Linked DNA regions of Mus musculus: regions 2 and 3 are each linked to region 1. Evidence: chromatin contacts called from public ChIA-PET and capture Hi-C data. All regions are on one chromosome and are shown on one strand. The core of a region is the stretch at or near the end of the contact, and the rest is flanking DNA. Distances in the headings are between cores, read along the strand shown.

What was found. ChIA-PET counts read pairs in DNA pulled down with a chosen protein or histone mark. Capture Hi-C pulls out chosen DNA fragments and counts their contacts.
Region 2: a contact with region 1 is called in an RNA polymerase II ChIA-PET map of effector CD8 T cells, with 12 read pairs. The contact joins the promoter of 4933432I03Rik here to the enhancer-like site in region 1. A contact is called at or near these places in 4 of 39 promoter capture datasets (the C10 cell line, neutrophils and pre-B cells), 1 of 15 datasets of contacts at CTCF or cohesin (CD8 T cells), 2 of 484 Hi-C or Micro-C datasets (bone marrow-derived macrophages and erythroblasts), 4 of 115 datasets of contacts at active chromatin or transcription factors (the 230-238 cell line, effector CD8 T cells, memory CD8 T cells and 1 more) and 2 of 9 other capture datasets (adipose tissue and liver).
Region 3: a contact with region 1 is called in a capture Hi-C map of bone marrow-derived macrophages, with 4 times the contacts expected there. The contact joins two enhancer-like sites. A contact is called at or near these places in 1 of 15 datasets of contacts at CTCF or cohesin (CD8 T cells), 12 of 484 Hi-C or Micro-C datasets (the Ba/F3 cell line, bone marrow-derived macrophages, brain and 8 more), 3 of 115 datasets of contacts at active chromatin or transcription factors (the HPC-7 cell line, bone marrow-derived macrophages and microglia) and 1 of 9 other capture datasets (bone marrow-derived macrophages).

Annotation. Positions count from the first base shown.
Region 1 is chr14:102,804,938-102,809,237 of GRCm38.p6, reverse strand. No RefSeq gene overlaps it. Among named protein-coding and RNA genes, the nearest start is that of Gm41234, 12 kb to the right of the region's middle. Within about 2 kb of position 2,472, at least 172 of the 459 cell types and tissues checked have an H3K27ac peak or open chromatin away from gene starts, as enhancers often do. A contact at or near this core is called in CD8 T cells, adipose tissue, bone marrow-derived macrophages and 7 more, where this site is marked.
Region 2 is chr14:103,031,640-103,035,939 of GRCm38.p6, reverse strand. It overlaps 4933432I03Rik (RIKEN cDNA 4933432I03 gene), which reads left to right and starts at 2,137. Exons shown (of 3, transcript NR_045657.1): 1 at 2,137-2,215; 2 at 2,994-3,173.
Region 3 is chr14:103,005,575-103,009,874 of GRCm38.p6, reverse strand. All of the region lies in intron 2 of 4933432I03Rik (RIKEN cDNA 4933432I03 gene), which reads left to right. Among named protein-coding and RNA genes, the nearest start is that of Gm34643, 5.2 kb to the left of the region's middle. Within about 2 kb of position 1,989, at least 41 of the 459 cell types and tissues checked have an H3K27ac peak or open chromatin away from gene starts, as enhancers often do. A contact at or near this core is called in bone marrow-derived macrophages, where this site is marked.

The DNA.
Region 1 (4,300 bases), core at 1,223-3,722:
TTATAGTCCTTAAGATCTATTGTGATGATGATAAAACACTTGGGAATCACATATCCACATTGAGTTAGATGCCAAGAGAAGTGTGTTTCCTGGTAGAAAGGAAAAGAGAATTCACACTGATAAACACCATCCTTGTGTCAAACATTGGTCATTCAAAAAGTGTGATCTCTTGAGGATTCACGTGTGACTTCTGACCCAGACATATGCTGAAATGCAGATACACCCAGTAGCTGGTATAATCTCCTCTTCACAGTAACTGTGAGGCACAACATGAAGTAGCTGGTTTGAGAACACATGAGATTTTCTATTAAACCAAGCACTTAAAGTAAGAAGGAGTCCCAGAGATAATGTGAACCCGGTATCTCCCTCCTGAAAGGCTGTGTTTTAGGGTAACCTCCCCCAAAGCTGCACTTGAGTCAAGGGCTTGACTACAAGTGGTTTCTCTGGTATGCCGTGTCTCAGGAAGTACCAGGAGACAACTTACAAGTAAGATAAGGAAGGAAGGGATGCCAGCCTATGTAAAGATGACGATAAATGGATCACTGCTATGGATAATTGGCATTCAGTTTTGCTACCAACCTTCTGGAAGACTGTGGGATATACCATGGAATCTTTTGACAGCTACGGATGAGTCTAGTGTCTCAAATCTTTCATGGATTGAGAGCTGGGCCTGAGGTGGTTAGCTTTCTACTGCTGGAGATCTATCCAGGGGCAGAGAGGTAGAGAGACAGTAAAACAGGGAAGGTCCACAGTTAACTCCTAGTGGGTGGACAGTGTTTGCTGAGGTACCTGCAGGGTCAGCTAGTCCCCCATTCATATACTTCTCTCTCTGGTAGATACATCTTATCTGGATCTTCCATGCCCTTGAGTTGACCCACAGAATCAGGACCAGATGTATGCCTCTATTGCTGACTTCAAGAAGTCACGAGAGAGAAATAGTCTTGCCTTTTTCTGCTCTTCCCTAAGGAGGAATGTATATAAGGAGACTGTAGATAGCTCCGTATCCCAGAGAAGGCTGACTCCTGTCCTGTGAGTCCTGTTTGTTGCATAGTCCCTTTCTCTGCCTGTCTCACACATTTGTAAGAGGACCATTGCTTTTCTTCTCATATTTTCCCATGAGGTAAGCACAAACCTGGGACTGTCTCCGTAAGATGTCAAGGATCCAGTGGAATAAAATTTCTCCTTTCGAGCCCACCAACAGCTCACTTGGGAAGCTAACTTTGTCTTTCACAAAGCAGTTGGTCAGAGTGGACCCCCAGGTAGAGGTTCATAAGGGCAGGGAGACATGAACCATAATCACCGACTTAAATTCATTTCTCACATATTTTCCCCAGAATCTCCATGCTCTGGTTGGCCCACTTGCAAACAGTCAAAATGGCGGAGAAATTTTCCACTAAAATTTTATTCACTTTTTCAATCACTGAAGGGCCCTAACTTTGTTCATTTGGTAAAGTTCAAGAAATAAGTAGAAAAGACAGACAAAACCCACTCCCAAATAGAAGACAACAAATGGAAAAAAGAATACACACATGCAATGCGTGTGCGCGTGAGCGCACGCACACACACATACACACACTCATCACACACACAGAATACACAGAGAACATACACACAGAACACACACACAGAACATACACACACAGAACACACATACAGAACACACACACACAGAACACACAGAACACACACACACAGAACACACAGAACACACACACACAGAACACACACACACAGAACACACATACACAGAACACACACAGAACACACACACAGAGAATACAAACACACACAGAACACACATAGCACACACAGAAAACACACATATACACAAAACACACACAGAACACATACATACGCACACAAAACACATACACACAGAGAAAAAACACACACAGAGAAAAAACACACACATAGAGAAAAAACACACATACAGAGAAAAAACACACAGAGAACACACACACACACACACACACACACACACACACACACACACACACGTAGTTTGGGGGATAGCTCAGTTAGTAAAATGCTCCCATGCTTATCTTGCAGGCATGAGGACTTGCATCATTTTATCCAGAAACCTGACTAGCTCATTTCTGAAATAGTTGTTTTGTTTTGTTTTGTTTTGTTTTGTTTTGTTTTGTCTTTTTGGTGGGGTGAGGAAGCCCCAAATAATTTTGCTTGTCTTTCCTGTTAAAAAAAACAGAAGCTTGTCTCTAACATCTTCTCCTTTTCCAGTCTTATATTAATTTCTCATTTTTTGGTGTGACTGATCACTTATTGGTGTGTGTGTGTGTGTGTGTGTAGTGTGAAGGGTTGCTAGCAGAGACCCAAACAGAAAGGATAGTGCGACAGGCTTTAATTATTCCCTCAAGGTTTCCGGTGTTGAAAACTTTCTGCGTTCTCAGTTACTCTCTGACAGGGCACAATTTCCCTCTGTATTTTCGGTTTTCAGAGGCTAGGACAGCGAAGGTGAGCCACGTGACCACAGGCTGGCTGACCTCCACTCGTCGCCATTTCCTCTCCTCTCTACCCTCTGCTCCACTTCTGCTATTTCCTTTAGATAAGAAGCCGAATCATCCCACAGGAAGAGCAAGATGTCATGCTGTCTCCTGTAGCTCCCCAGCGCTCAGGAGCCTTGTGGCATTACATTGCGACCCTTCAGGAATAGTCTTTGCTTCTCCAACGGTCTGTCACCCGGCACAGAAGTCTGATTTTCAGTTGAGGGATTGAGTACAACCCAGACCACTTGTGGCAGGCCTCTTCATCTCTCTGGGATCTGAGGAGTTGTGCCCTCAGGGTGGCCACCTAACTCAGTTTAGACTGTACAGTGTTTTACTGCCAAGCCTTACACTGTGGTTTTGTGGCTGGGACAGTTTACATGTCAGAAGCGGGGGATTTTTCTGCTGATATTTTACATTTGTTTTGTGTGCTGGCTTTAGGACAGCAGGCTGAGCAAAACTGTTTTGCCTTTCTGCTCTATTCAGTGACAGCATGTTCTCAGGCACACTAATTCACACCGTAACATTAACTCTGGTGAGGCGTGGGTTACTTTAAAGGGTGGTCTCCCATCCAAGTGGGAACCGGAATGGACCCTGCTTAGCTTCCGAGATCAGACAAGAACTGATGCATTCAGGGTGGAAAAGGGATGTGGAGAGTGGCGCAGAAGGGGGCGCTGATGCTATAATTTCCAATGGTTAGAGGCTCTTGCCTTTTTCTAGGGCCTTAAGCTGAAATCTCAAAAGGGCATGAAGAAACAAGGAAGATTTTATCCTTCTCTTCATGTTTTAGCTCCCCGAAACCGCCAAACTGCCAAGGCTGAGGTTCAGACTGTAGCTGATGCACGCAAGCTCCTCATATATTATTTTGCGTTGCTGTTTGCACGCATCCATCAGGTGCGGTCATTCACCAAGAGAGGTGGCCACTGCATTGTTTGCTTAGAGCCGAACCACGGTCTCCTTGGAGCCAAAACTGGGCTTATTTCATTAGACCACCACCTTTTTCTTTCCATAGTCATTTGTGTTTCAGCTATAAATAATACAATCTATGTTTTAAAAATCACAATGTAACTTGAATTTCTAAAAATACTCAGGAGAAAATCATTTTCTGAAGGCTGGCCCTTCTGCCTTTATCTCTATGTTGTTATTAAAAATGATGATGAATTAACTGACAGGCATCCTCAAGATTGTCTATAGCGTTTCCTTTTCTGAGCAATGTAGGACAGGCTAAATAAGAACACATTTGGCATGATCTGAAGTCAACGCTGTCTGGAACATGGGGTTGTAGATAGCTGCTTAAAGTCTAAAAATTCTAATGATCTTGGGTACAGTCCCCTTTTCTGTAATTTTTTTTTTGTCAAAAAATTTTACCTCACTTAAAATATTCAGAAGATAATTCTATTGTGTTAATAATTTTTCTTTTAGGTTTGGTCTTTAGACATGCGACAGCTTAGTGTCAAGTTTATTGTGTTGCTTATTATAATACCCACCACAAACATTCATTTCATTTCACTGTGTATTATGACTCTTTTTTATAATCTATTTTTTGTTTCGTCATCTCTCATATATTACATCTCTAGCTGTTTTCCCTCCTCTCCTGCCAGTGTCCCCCCAACTCCCCTCTCCCCCAGATCCACTCCTCCTCCATTTCCTTCCAGAAAAGAGCAGACCTCCCAGGGATACCAACCAAACACAACATAATAAGGTACAATAAGGCTAAGCATATACCCTCACATCAAAGCTGGACAAGGAAACCCAGTAGGAGGAAAAGTCTCCCCAAAGCAGGGAAAATAGTCAGAGAC
Region 2 (4,300 bases), core at 888-3,387, 230 kb before region 1:
CATCCTAAGTGAGGTAACCCAATGACAAAAGAACTCAAATGGTATGTACTCACTGATAAGTGGATATTAGCCCAGAAACTTAGAATATCCAAGATAGATACAATTTGCAAAACACATGAAACTCAAGAAGGAAGACCAAAGTGTGGACACTTTGCCCCTTCTTAGAATTGGGAACAAAACACCCATGGAAGGAGTTACAGAGACACAGTTTGGAGGATGGCCATCCTTAAGAACACTCTGGGTAGGAGGTGTTGGGAAGGGTGTGGGACAAAGGAGAACTTGCACATGGTTTGTGGAAAGGCAAATTCATAAAGCCATCATAAAAACACGATCGAGGCAGTTTGAAAGCAGAATTACCGCATGATCTGCCAGACTCACTTGGGGGTTGATACCCAAAAGAAATAAAATCAGCCCATTAGAGCCATCGAACTCCCATGCTCACTGTATTCCTTTTCACAATGGCCAAGGGGCAGATACAACCTCTCAGTGATGAATGTGCAGAGAGAATGAAACATATACAGAGAGCATAGACTATGCCAGTCAGTCACTAAGGATTCGCTCCCTCCCAAAAGGGATCAAATGGATGTAGCTGGAGACCAGTGTGATCTGTGATATGAGAAAGACCCCGCCCGAATGACAAGTGCGGCATGCCCTTAGTATCTGTGGAGTGGTAAGAGTTGACCTCACAGGAATTGAAAGGGAAATGATTGTCAGAAGCTGGAGAGAGAGAGTAAGAGAGAGAAGCTATGGGGACAGGTTGATCAATGGGAAATAAATTAGTTAGGTAGGCGCAAAAAAAAAAAAAGTTCTGGCAGAAAAGAAAACAAACAACACCAATGAAAACCTCAAGAGAAAACCCAAGCAAACATACAAGCAAGCAAGAATGAGCAAACTGTCACAAGCACAAGCTCTGGTCTGCTGTTGAACAGTGAGGTATAGACAACAGCAATAGATTATACATTTCAAAAACCCAGAGAACGGATTTAACTGCTTTTACTGTAAGTATATGATGTTATTGGAAAGCCCTTTGTCAGTAAAATTCTTGCCATACAAGCATGAGGGCTTGGGTTTGGATCCCCAGCATCCCCATAAAAATCAGAGTATGGTGGTGCAGGCTTGTAGCCCCAGCCCTGGAGATGGAGACAGGAGGAGCCCCAGAGCTTGCTGGCCAGATCATCTAGCCAATCAGAAATGTACAGGCTCAGAGAGATCTTATCTCAAAAACTAAGGTGAAGGCCAACTGAGGTAAGACATCCAAAGTCAGTGTCTTGCCTCTATGTGCGCATGGACACCCATGCATGCCCCCCTACACACACATACACAAAAGAATCGATCAGTGCTTGAGTAGAGGGATATAGTTAATTAATTTCAACATTGTACATGTGTACTTATGCCAAAACATCACTATCCCATCACAATATGTGCCACTTAATGTTTTTATACAGTCATTATAAATCAACATGGTTAAACGTTTACAACTTTTGATAAACATCATTTCTTTGTTCTTTTAGAGTAAAATAGCAGCCAGAGCTCTTGTTTTCCAGAAAAAACACCATTACGTTGATCAGTCTCCTTGAACAAGGTAGTGTTGGTTGCAGCCCTGTGGGGACCCACAGAGTGGAACTGAAACTGCCTCCAGCCACTGCTGGTCACATCTTCAGAGATCTTCGCTGACTGGCGGCGCCATTGTAAGCCCCATGACTGACCTTGTTACAGAGCCACGTGGCTCAGAATCTCCAGGTTTTCTGATCCTTGGACGCTTTATTTCAGAGTGTGTTAGAGTCCTCCAGAGGAACAGAACTGGGCATATGTATGCATATATGCACGCGTGTGTGTGTATATGAGAGATGGGGTGGAGGGGGGGGGGGGAGAATGTGAGCGTATGTGGGGGAGTGGGAGGAAAGAATAGAGGGGGAGGGGCGTGTTATTTACTCATTACAGTGGTTGGTTCACAACACTGTGGAGGCTGACAGGCCCTGGGAGAAACAGTTGATAAATCGGAGACCCAGGGATCTCTTGGGTGCAGCCAGGAAGAATCTGAAGGCTAGAGAATACAGACTCAGTGCTGAAGCTCCAACCCAAACCCTGGCAAGACTGAGACCCAGGAAGGGCGGAGATTCTCTACCCTACCCTTACCCCCAAATCCCTTCTTGCTGCTCAAGCGCAATGTGGAGGAAGAACTACCATCTGTCCTAGAGTGCCTGCTTCTGACTGGGTAAGAGTTACTCATACTGGGGCGGGTGTTAGGCCACACTCAGTCCATCAATTGAAAAAAATCATGTGTTTAATTTTGTAGCAGTCTGAATTGCTGACCTGGGGCGGGGTGCTTGCTTTTCGGTTTCCTTTCTCTGACATCTTCTTTCCTGTGATACTATTGAGCAAAACCTGATGAGTCAACCTCTGTGTGACCCTGGTTTCAGTTCGCAGCAAGCAGCTGGTGTCTTAGAAGCTCAGCGGCAGGAACCGCCCGCACGCCTAGGTTTGTTCACTTGGGGCACAGTCTTTATGGAAGCCCTTTTGAAGATGGCGAAAGTACAGGGATTCAGGTTTCCCTAAGAGGACAGTGGTCACAGCCTGCTCCCTGGCTCTCTCTCCCTCTTCCTGTCATTGTCCTGGCTCTGTACTCCCCAGTCCTTATGGAAGAAAAGGAAACCAGATTTTAACAAAGGTGATAAAAATAAAGATGACCGAATCACTGCAGAGCTGATATTTTTATGTCAGTCACAATAGAAAGAATAAAGTGTAGTGTTCTTCATTTCCAGTGCAAATGAGTCATATGTTTGCACACGTGTGTGTGTGTGTGTGTGTGTGTGTGTGTGTGTGTGTGTGTTTGTGAGTGCATATGCAGGAAAATAAATTTAGTTAAAAGCATGAATTTACTTTGAATTAAGTTTTGCATTGTTAGAAGTCATGAGTCTGTGTTTGCTTTGCATACATATGTGTCCCTTCTGCATTCTTTACCGATTCATTAAAATTTGGGTGGAATTTTACAGGTTTGCAGAAAATAACTGAGTCTCCAGACTACAAAGTGAAGAATAGGGACCAATGAATGAATGCCTGGCTATAAAACCATCTGGGGTGCAGTCAGTTCGGCACAGTGTTTTGTGAGACCTGTTTGAGGATACTCAGACGTCTGATAATCCATCAGAATTATTATTCTACCTTCAAGAAAGGTACTGTGGGTGGCTCTCTCAGGGGCATGCAATAGTGTGGTGTTGAGTCCTAGTTAACTATGGATGGTTGAGGGATTATCTGCAGACTGAGTCCTAGTTAACTATCAATGGTTAAAGGATTATCTGCAGCTGGATACTTGATAAAAAGAGAATAAAACGGACTTTTGCTTATTTAAAAACAAATTTACCCTCTAAATAGTCTATGCAGCAATGCTTTTTGTACTGGAAGCAGGCAGAATAGAAGTAAGGCGTGTTATGATAATTTGAGCTGTATGTAAACTTACAATGGTAGTGTAGCTCATGCGGAATATTGGTAGGGATCCTCAAAGGAAGGTCAGGGTTCATCCTTTTGACATTGCCACATCACATCGTCAACTTTTTAAAAAGTCAAGTCCTTTTCCTTCACCAAAAGTTTCTTCATTGAGTTTCAAGGAAATTTCTTGTACTGTTTATAGATTTAGTTTGTCATCTATTTCTCTCTGCACACATGAGCGAGATTGTATGGCTAGGTGCTCATCCTCCTCAACTCTACAGTTGAGTCTGTTCAGTATCCTGATAGGATTGGATGGCTTCATGGTCTAATCACTTCACTGTGTCCATTCTGCTATTTAGTTCTTTAAATGAATTTCCTGCTTTGGTGATGCCAATGTTCCCTCACTGTATCAAAATACATGGTGCTCATCACCTTATGAAGAGAAAAAGGTTCTGTTGCCATCTCTAGTTGATGTCCTGATTTGCTCACCCTGTTTCTTTGGATCGGGAAGCAACATCACGTAGGGAGCGTATCATGGACCAAAAATGCCTTCACATGAGTGGCTAAGGGACGAGTCAGTGAACAAAGAGCGCCAGGGAGTTGGAGTCTCAGGGTCCCCCTCAAGGACATACCTTCAGTGATCTGAAGCTGTCCCTCTAAAGTCCTACTTTACAAAACTCTACCCCCATTTATCAATGTTGCCCTGAGGACTAAGCTTTTGGCACATGGGTCTTTTAGGAGCCCCTGGGATCTAAACTGAAATCGACAGCCATGTTAACATTTTGTTTTATGTTTTTCCAGTTTTTGATACGGCAACTTAATAATATCTTTGAGAAAATGACTTCAGAAATCGAAGTTTTCTCCTATGATCAGT
Region 3 (4,300 bases), core at 740-3,239, 200 kb before region 1:
CACACACACACACACGTATAAACTGTGAGTGATACCCTCTGGTGACAGCCCAGATGAGACAAGGTCTGAAGAAAGTGATTTGCTTTTTGCCTGCTGGCAGTGTCCGTTTGTCTGGACACCCCTAGGGGAGATCTTGGAAGCACAGCATTTGTCCCAGACTCCACTTTCCCCTTCTGGTTTGGTGTCTGATGCCTTGAAGGGAAACATAGGCTTCGGACTCTCCATTCCGGACTTGGCCCTGCCTTCTCCAGGCAGCCTTATAGGCAGTGCCCAGATGCCCCTGGCAGAGAGGCAGAATGGAGAACATACAATCCCAGCGCTGAGAGGCAGGAAAAACTGGATCCTTGCAGCTTGCTAGCCATCTAGCCTAGCCTACTTGGCAAGTTCGAGACCAGTGAGCGACTTTACCTTAAAAACCAAAACAAACAAATAAAAAGATAGATGGTAGGTAAGCAATTACACCCGGGTTATTTACACACACACACACATACTCACCTGCACACAGATGCACACACAGTGCACATACATTATGTGACTGTAGCTCTCAAACGCTGAGGTGGAGAAACGCACATGCTAACTGGCAGGGGATCGCAATGGAAGCAGGAGCCACTGAATGTGGTGAGAGGCAAAGGCAGCTCACCCTGGCTCTTAGGTTTCTGGTTAGGGGACCAGACATGGACCATAAGAGGAGGAACAGTTGTTGCAGAAAAGACAACACACTTATGCGTGCTACAGCTTAAATACTTGACAGACATGAAAGTGGAGAGTAGAGAGATGGATACAGAACAGGGATTTCTGGAGATCTTTGTTGGAGGAGGAGATCTGTGAACTGGCTTTAAATCAGGTGAAAGGTGAACCTTCCATCATTTCCCTTTACAGGGTTTGTAGGGTTAAATGGGGTCCTGACAGGTGTTGGGAAGCCTTGAGACACCACTCCTGGGGTGGGGAAGTGTAGTCTGGGGCACAGGAACAGCCGGAGCTGGCTTGGGGGTCCCCGCGCTTGTGACAAGGCTGGGACCGTCTGGTTCTAAGGCTCTTGAGCACCCAGGTGCCTCTGGATGCCGTGGAAGAGCTGAGAATGAAGTGGGGGCCCGAGGGCCGGATCTGGCCCAGGGTTGAGGGGGAAAAGAGGGAAGCTCTGGCTAGCTCCCAAGGGGAGGAGTCCTTGGCTTGTTAGGGAGTGGCTGGCTAGGCTTGGTGGTCGTGGCTGGGAGCGCTGAGTGGCCTTCTGTGGGAGATTAATGGCAGGCTCTTTAGGCGATTCCTAGACTCCCCACAGTGGATCCCGATGAAAAGAGGCAGTCAATGGTTTTAAGGCATTTATTGTCATGGTGGAAGGTGGGTGAGTCAAACCGTCCTCCACTTCTCAGGATGAGGTTAAGTAGCTTTTGCAGGGAGGAGAATCTGGGAAGGAAAGCTTAAGTGGCTAAACCCTTCAGGCCTTAAGGTACCTCATTAAAATGGAGATCTGTCTTGAGCCTACATGAAGTCCTCTACCTGAGGAGGGGTTTGGGGTGTTGCCCTTACATGACTGATGGCCACAGATCTACGGAGGGCCGTGGCCTCCTGTCAGGAGCCTAGTGTCTGGGAACCAGGCAAAAAGCCTGCTGTCCCTTGAGGGTCACTGGGGTTTCTAAACTTAGTTCAACCAGGAGCCAGATTGCATTTCACCATCCTAGTTAGCAATGCTTACTTCCTGTGCAATATTTCTCTACACACCTCACCTATGGCTAAGGACATACAACTAGGCCTGGCTAATATGATGTTGGTATCACTTTCCAGATTAAGGTGTGGCCCCTTCTTCCTCTTCCCTGCCTTCACACTGTGAAGCCATGTGACCATGAGACTCCTGGGTCACCTTGTGGGTCAGGGAGGAGGAGAACTGCTGAGATTTCATTGAATGTTTTGTAATGAGGAAGGTGACACATTCTTCTTTGTCTCTGACATAACGTACCCCATGAGAAAACTTCCCCTTCTGTGGCAGCCTGCCCGCGGTATTGCCGCTGCTCCACTCTTGTCTGTGTGGCCATGTTTAGGAGAGACTGTTTTACAGCACACTTCCCTGTATTCTGACTTGCAATCTTTCTACCTCCTCTTCTGTCATGTTCAGATGCTGGAGCTGTGATGCAGAGGGTAGACTTTGGAGCTGGGCTCCCCACGACCTGTTGGTCACTGCATTGCATACAATTGTGGTTCTCTGTGATGGGCTTCATTTGCTGTAAAGAAAAGCTTCTGTGATGAGGGGTGGTAAAAGGACAATTAGCCTCTTGGAGGGATGAACCACCCTCGAGGATGTCCAAGGTGAGTGCCAGCCTTGAAACCATGTAAAATACAGAAAGCAGATTCTACTAGTATATACTATATACATGCAAATATGTATGTAATAAACAGAATAAAAAAGAATCTATTAACAGGAGAGTGGGAGTGGCCCCAGGGAGGGGAACTAAGAGAATCTAGAAGGGAGAAAGTGAAGGGGGGAGTCATCTAGGACTGTTTCAATTAAAAACATTAAGATAAGTGATAAGGCAGCTTGATTTCAGTGTTTAGATTTCAGAATATGATGTAGTTGCTGATGTTTTTTCCTGAGTAAAATAACATGTTTCTGGGTCATTTATTGCATTCTAAGATTTTACCATCCCTTTACGTTAGTATTGATATGTAGAAGACAGTCCTCCTTGCAAGGAACTCAACCCACTCCTTCAGAAGACTTAGTGATCTTGTAAAGACATAGAGCTGGTCACACACCTGTGTTGTCATCCACCTCAGAATGTGTGGAGCCCCCCAGAGGCCAGCACAACCTCTGTCCAGATCAATAAATGACTTGCTTTAAAAAAAAAAGCCTCTTCCCTCATATATGACATCTGACAGCAGTTTTCCCTCCCTGCTCCCCTCCCAGTCCCACCTCCTGACCTCTCTCCTCTCCCCAGATCCAGTCCTTCTCCATTTCCCTTCAGAAAAGAGCAGGCCTCCCAGGGATATCAACCAAACATGGCATATCAAGTTTCAACAAAACTAGGCACCTCCCCTTATATTAAGGCTGAATAAGGCAACCCAGTTGGAGGAAAGGGTCCCAGTGGCAGGCAAAAGAGTCAGGGACGGCCCTCGCTCCCACTATTAGGTGACCTCCAAGAACACCAAGTTACACAGCCATAACATGCAGAGGACCTAGGTCAGACCCCTATAGGATCCCTGATTGGTAGTTCAGTTGGTGACTTTTTTTTTTTAATTAAGGCATTTTTTATTAGATATTTTCTTCATTTACATTTCAAATGCTATCCCCAAAGCCCCCTATACCCTCCCCCAAGCCCTGCTCCCCAACCCACCCACTCCTGTTTCCTGGCCCTGGCATTCCCCTGTACTGGGGCATATGATCTTCGCAAGACCAAGGACCTCTCCTTCCATTGATGGCTGGCTAGGCTATCTTCTGCTACATATGCAGCTAGAGACACGAGCTCCGGGGGTACTGGTTAGTTCATATTGTTGTTCCTCCTATAGGGTTGCAGACCCCTTTAGCTCCTTGGGTACTTTCTCTAGCTCCTTTATTAGGGGCCCTGTGTTCCATCCAACAGATGACTGTGAGCATCCACTTCTATATTTGCCAGGCATTGGCATAACCTCACAAGAGAGAGCTATGTCAGGGTCCTGTCAGCAAAATCTTTCTGGCATATACAATAGTGTCTGGGTTTGGTGGTTGAATATGGGATGGATCTTCCAGTGGGACACTCTCTGCATGGTCTTTCCTTCTGTCTCAGCTCTGAACTTTGTCTCTGTAACTCCCTCCATGGGTATTTTGTTCCCCATTCTAAGAAGGAGCAAAGTATCCACACTTTGGTCTTCCTTCTTCTTGAGTTTTATGTGTTTTACAAATTGTATCTTGGGTATTCTATGGATAAACCTTGAGATGGATGGAGCCTCTAATTCCATGTAATGGGCAGAAATTGCATCTCATCCTTCCTAGGTGAGCTCATCCATACTAATGCTTGCTCATATACGTTCCTTGAAATTCTGAACTCTGAACCCCCAAGCATCAGATTGTGATATGAAGGAAGCCTGAAGACATCTTCTGCTGACATCTGCTGGTGTGTAGACTTCAGGTCTTAGGGATGGCTCCTGCTGAGGTGTCATAATACATGTGTGTGGACTTGTCATGTAGGCTACACTGCTGCCCAGATCCTTTTTCATGACTCAGTGGCCCCTTGGGACCTGCTAATTCCCCAAGTCTCATCACAATCCCTTCTTTTGGGGGCTCAGGGATTCCCTGTTGAGGAATGCCTACTGCATCTCTTCTCACTTCCCACTG